2 separate regions of the Salvelinus alpinus genome follow, and region 1 is linked to region 2. The links are chromatin contacts, called in public Hi-C maps. All regions are on one chromosome and are shown on one strand. The core of a region is the stretch at or near the end of the contact, and the rest is flanking DNA. Distances in the headings are between cores, read along the strand shown. Region 1 holds the start of LOC139582735 (sestrin-1-like). Region 2 holds the start of foxo3b (forkhead box O3b).

Evidence for each region. Hi-C and Micro-C count contacts between places; a contact is called where the count stands out from the background.
Region 1: a contact with region 2 is called in a Hi-C map of liver, with 7 times the contacts expected there. The contact joins the promoter of LOC139582735 here to the promoter of foxo3b in region 2. A contact is called at or near these places in 3 of 3 Hi-C or Micro-C datasets (liver, muscle and red muscle).

Annotation. Positions count from the first base shown.
Region 1 is chr8:22,907,916-22,910,755 of SLU_Salpinus.1, forward strand. LOC139582735 (sestrin-1-like) reads right to left here and starts at 1,554. Exons shown (of 10, transcript XM_071413018.1): 1 at 1,394-1,554; 2 at 212-523. The coding sequence starts at 1,519. It overlaps cep57l1 (centrosomal protein 57, like 1), which reads left to right and starts at 2,556. Exons shown (of 11, transcript XM_071413021.1): 1 at 2,556-2,753. The coding sequence starts at 2,733.
Region 2 is chr8:22,656,923-22,659,622 of SLU_Salpinus.1, forward strand. It overlaps foxo3b (forkhead box O3b), which reads left to right and starts at 1,433. Exons shown (of 3, transcript XM_071413015.1): 1 at 1,433-2,700. The coding sequence starts at 2,476.

The sequences.
Region 1 (2,840 bases), core at 304-2,803, 250 kb after region 2:
CAACTACTGGAAAATATGTCTTTTAGCTTACTAGGGATATTCTAGTTCTGCATTTTTTGAGGTCCTGCCTAGGGCGGCAGAGCAGCAAGGACCAGCCCTGCTCGCAATGTTGCACCTCTGGGATTAGAAACTCTGTGGTAGTGGTACAGCCACTGCCGTATAATATCAGACAGCACCACATCTGTCGACCTCGCGCTGCGTGTTCTCCTACCTGAACATTCTGCAGCAGCCAAACACATCGCTCTCTGACGTCATCGAAAGGGCACCGCTTGGACAGCATGAGTAGACGGGCCAGGATGTCGTTCAGGTCGCTGGTGGGGTGCCCTGCAGTAGCTAGAGGCGAGGGGACGGTGGCTGGTATCGGCCCTATACTCTCCACTCTCCGCATCACCTCCTGGCTGATGTGCTCCATTGCTGTGCCTCTGGATCTCGCGTCACGGCTGCCCAGAGCCTCCCATCTGGCTGTGGCATCCTGATCCTGGATGTCCATCTTATTCTGATTCTCTTGATTTCTCGTGGCAGGCTATAATATGAAGTGCATGAAAAACCAACCGTTTGCTGTCAAATACTCAGATGCTAAAATATTTTATGTACACACTACGTTAGCATCCCCAAAATGCATTCATTCAATAGACCGTACAACTACAAATATTTATGAAAATTCTAAAACAATGTCAGTCAAAACTTCAACAATGCAGCTAGAGAGTTGGCATTGATAATACAAATGAGAAACAAAATACTTTGACTGGATAAAAAGGACATTGTATGCATTGCCAAGATGCTTCTGTGTGTGTGTGTGTGTGTGTGTGTGTGTGTGTGTGTGACCAGTGAAAGGGAACGGACAACAAAAAAAAAACATGCGGGCGTATCAATGGACAATGAAGACAACTTTTCGTCCCTTCCAACCTGTACGGAGAACACTGAGAAAGCCAGTCGTTTGTTGACCAGAAAGTTACTACCAACAAAGAAAGCCTAGTTGTACAGTACTGCTGCTGAGAACAACAAGCTAGCTGTAGCTACAACGCTAGTTAGCCGTTTTGCAGTTCGTTGGCAGCTAGTAATGTTGTTCAACATGCTAAAATAAAAACATGTTTCCTATGTACTTCCAAAATGTTTGGCACTGATCTGACAGTATCCACAGCCAATGCACTTTGTTTTAGTAGTCTCACTAGCTAGTTATAAATGTGTGGTATCTGGTTTACAAGGCAGGTTTGGTTAGCTAACCAAAATGCCATTCAATCTTTTCTCGCTCTCTCTGTCTTAAGCCTTTTAACAGTAGCTAGCTGGTTACAAAACAGGAATATTGTACAAATATCTATAGCATAACGGCAGTTATATACCCTCATTTTTCAGTACATCTTACAAACGAAGGGTGTCATTCACAAATACTTACTTTATTCACATTATTTTTGCACAGATCTTGCAGCCGTAGGACGTCTTGAGTCTGCACTGAAACACGGAGGCAGATTTCATTATACAGAGCAGCAACTTGAGTTGACAGTTGATTGGAAAGACTCATGTCCAATGGTCTACTGCATAATACAATGAAGGAGGATCTATGCAGATCTTCACCAATAGGTAAGGTGTAAGGCGTGCCCATAACCACGACAGGGGAAACATGGGAGTTTGATTATTTTAGCAAACGGACCCACATAAAAAACGGGAATGAACAGGTATTAAAAAATACACTTCCCAGCAAACATAGGGATTGTTGTTGCGCAGAGCCCCCCCCCCTTCCCCTTGTTTATCATAAATGTAAAATAACAACATTTTAGAAGTGAACACATCCCCCACTTTGCTTTTACACAGACAAGCGATTCTAAACCTCAGGTGACACAAAGACATTTAAATACTATTTGCAACAGTGCCACCATTACAACTCTTTGAATATAGAAATGTGTATTTTTATATATGAAAATATAGTGCCATTCACAAGAGTAAGGAGAGAATGCCATCATCGTTTGAGGTTTTTCCATCATTTGGACTAAACATCCAGCCAGGGTGTCTGTGATGGGGAGATTACCACAGTGGGACGTGGGCAAACTGCTGTCACATTCAAGACTGTCACCAGGTGGCTAGTGCCAGACAGGCATATGCTATTCCGTTCCTTTATAAACGTACCACACAGCTCTCAAAACCCATACGTGTGCATGTGAAGAAATCTGCGCATTCATCTGCATCTCATCATCGTCATCATCATCATCTGCAAACAGGCTGCCTGCCTCCCAGCTTTGACAGCTTTCTGATGGAATGAAAATATAATTTCCCTCATAATATTCTCCATGGCCAAATATTTTGCATAAATTGGTTGAAGAGCCACTTCAATCAATTGAATCATTGGTTCAGACTTTGTAACACATGGCAGAGGGGCTTTTAATTATTGTTAGACTGATACATTCATACATTTCAGTTATGCTCCGGTTCCAAGCGCATTTGATTAATATATTATATTGGGTCTGCATTACAGTATTATTTTATCCATACATCTGTTGTAGCAGACAATCTTTTGAGTGGATAGTGCCTAGAATAAACTGTGCGCAGAGAACCCATTGCGCAGGCTGAACCAGTGAGCGGTAAAAGGAAGAGTGTAGGAGGGAAATGTTAATTGTAAGAACTGCCTGCTGTCATCGTTTGGAAGTTTAGCCATCCAAAGTCAACAAATCGGAAGCAGATAAATAATACATGTCATATATTGTTATTTTATTTCGAGGGTATTTTTTCTACCATTACATATGGAGGCTTATCAAGATCAGGTGAGACAATTGCATAGCTAAGTTAGCAAAATAACTCCAGACATGTTTTGAGTTAGCTAACGTTAGTTAGTCAACCCATAGCTAGCT
Region 2 (2,700 bases), core at 183-2,682:
ACATCACCCCGCAGTTAACCCTCCGCTGCAGCGGCTATTCACAGGCACCAAACTGCTGAATCAGCCAATCCTCTTTATATAGCTGGGACAGGAGGAACAAAGAGGAACTGTGTGTTCTTGTGTTCGTTTTGTATGCATGTGTATCTATTTCCTTTGTTATCATAATAAATGAAATAGTGTGGATGTTTTCCATGTGAAATTCAAAGCCATAACTACACAAGTAATGCCTTGCAGGATGTGTGCGTGTTTTCTCTGAACTATTATATCGGATTGTTATTATCCAGTCATAATCAATAACAACCGTTCCATGAATTCATTGATGAATACAGCGCAGTTCGCACAGGTGGAACACGATAATTTCTGTACAGATTACAGAAATCGAGATCGCGTGTCCCTGCAAGGTGGACCGGCAATTTACACAACATCTTCCCTGGAACAAAGACGTACGTAGGCTGGCTACTGCTGATGTTTTCGTACAGACAAGGAGGGAGGTGGTGGGGGAAGGGAGATCACTCCGAAGCATCACTTTACAGAACGGAGAACCGTATAGGATTTCTTCCCTTATCTCTTGATTATAAATGGAATGACGTCATATGTTTGAAGCGGTCGATCTGTCTTGAAGGGGGCGTGTTCTGCGCGCGCTGTCGCGATTGATTGACACCCATGCTCACGGAATAAAGGGACAAGTTATAGACATTTTTAAAGAGACTGTTAAAATAAAATTACTCAACTTGACTGAAAGACTTTCATTGACATATTTGATAGAATGCATGACATGTGCATGTCATGAACGAAGTGTAATACCCAACACGAGGAAAATAAACACATCTGCTGGTATTTGCCTATGTTGTTACACATGTGTATGTCAGTTGTTACATTGTAATAGTGTGCTACAGAGGAAGTGGCAATAATAATATATGTCAACAATATGTATAAATTATTGTTCTAATGTAGCCTGTGTCATTAGCTTATGAATTGTAAACATTTCCAGAAGGAGCAATACAATTATTTGGAATTAAATATGAATGTCCTCTGTCCAACTTTGAATATTCTTTGTGTTCTTATCGGTGTAAAATAATATTATGATGATCTGTCTGTCTATTTCTGTATCCGTCAACATGCCGGGACATGTGTCCCTTCCACACACTTCTTGCCTTGACATGCCTGTGCGCCCCAACTGGAGGTTGGTGGCGTCTTGATTGGGGAGAATGGGCTCGTGGTAATGGCTGGAGCGGAATTAGAATTGGTGGAATGGTATCAAATATCAAACATGGTTTCCATGTGTTTGATGCCATTCCATTTGCTCCGTTCCAGACGTTTTTATGAACCGTCCTCCCCTCAGCAGCCTCCACTGCTTTAGTGCGCACATGCTGTAGACTGTTTAGGAGCCGTGTCTCTTTAAAGGACGATCTCGTATACCGAATCCAGGGGGCTTGCCTTTTCGGTGGGGGTGGCAACACTACTAGCCTATTGCTGCTGTTGCTGTATAACTTCGAGCTTGTTGAGGGCTGTCTTAAGACGGAATATGCTAAGCAGATAGGTTAGTGTTTATGTGTGCTGCTGGAGAGATAGGCTACTGTAACTGAGAGTGAGGTGGCGTTTCGTTTTCCATACCAACTGTGATGCGTGGTCAGTAGAGGCGACGTTGAATAGACTGAGATATCATTTTCGGTTATTCCTTTCCTTTTCGTTTTTTTGTCGACACTGACAACAAACGCAGGTTTCCTGTGTGCAGTCCGGTAGTAAAAAGGACTTGGATGCGAAAGGGAGTTTGTTCAAATGGCAGCAATGACAATTGGAATAGAACTATGCGGGAATTAATCGCTGGTGTTGCAGCCATCTAATTCACCATAGCGCGTTTATCCGTGGCAGCCCTGAACGTAGAGGGGGCTGCACTGTGTCCTGGCCACAGCTTCACTTTCACTGTGGCAATAGGTGTATTCAGTTATTTTGAATCAGTGCGGGATTTGATCTTGAACGTGCAAGGAAGGAACGCGTAACCGCTCATTGATGAACGAACACGTGGTACACCGTTTATAATTTACTCGTGAACCGAACTGTACACACTATACTGTTATTATTACCATTGCTCCAGTCGAGGAGAAATACCATGAATATGCAGCAACCCGTTCTGAACTGTTGCGATTGTCAAACGTGAAGTAGCCGTGGCTTGCTTTTTGAGCTAAGGAGAATAGCCATAGTTTACCAGTTATGGTGTTAATACATTTATAATAGTCCACGACATTCTACGTTTTAAATCCACCCTGAACAGCACATTGGTGCTCTTTTTGTAATACCGAGGATTTAATTTAGCAATTCGCGCGGAGTTTGCAGTGACCCTTGGGGACTGCTGGTCTGGAATAGCAACAAAGGACGGGGGCGTGCATTCATGGAATGCAACTTTGACAGCTCTCCACTACTTATCTACTGACTTTATCAGCGGGCAACGGGGACGAGCTAGTAATTGAAGGAGAGATGGCCGAGATCCCAACTCCCAGCCCTCTCCATGAGTTGGACGTGGCCATAGACCCAGACTTCGAGCCACAAAAACGGCCAAGATCGTGCACCTGGCCGTTGCCCCGACCCGAGTCAAATGCGGGGAAACCAGAAAGCAACGACACTGACATTATACCCGAGGAAGAGGATGACGAAGAGGAACAACATGCCACGTCCATGGCCATCAACGTCAATGGCACCAAC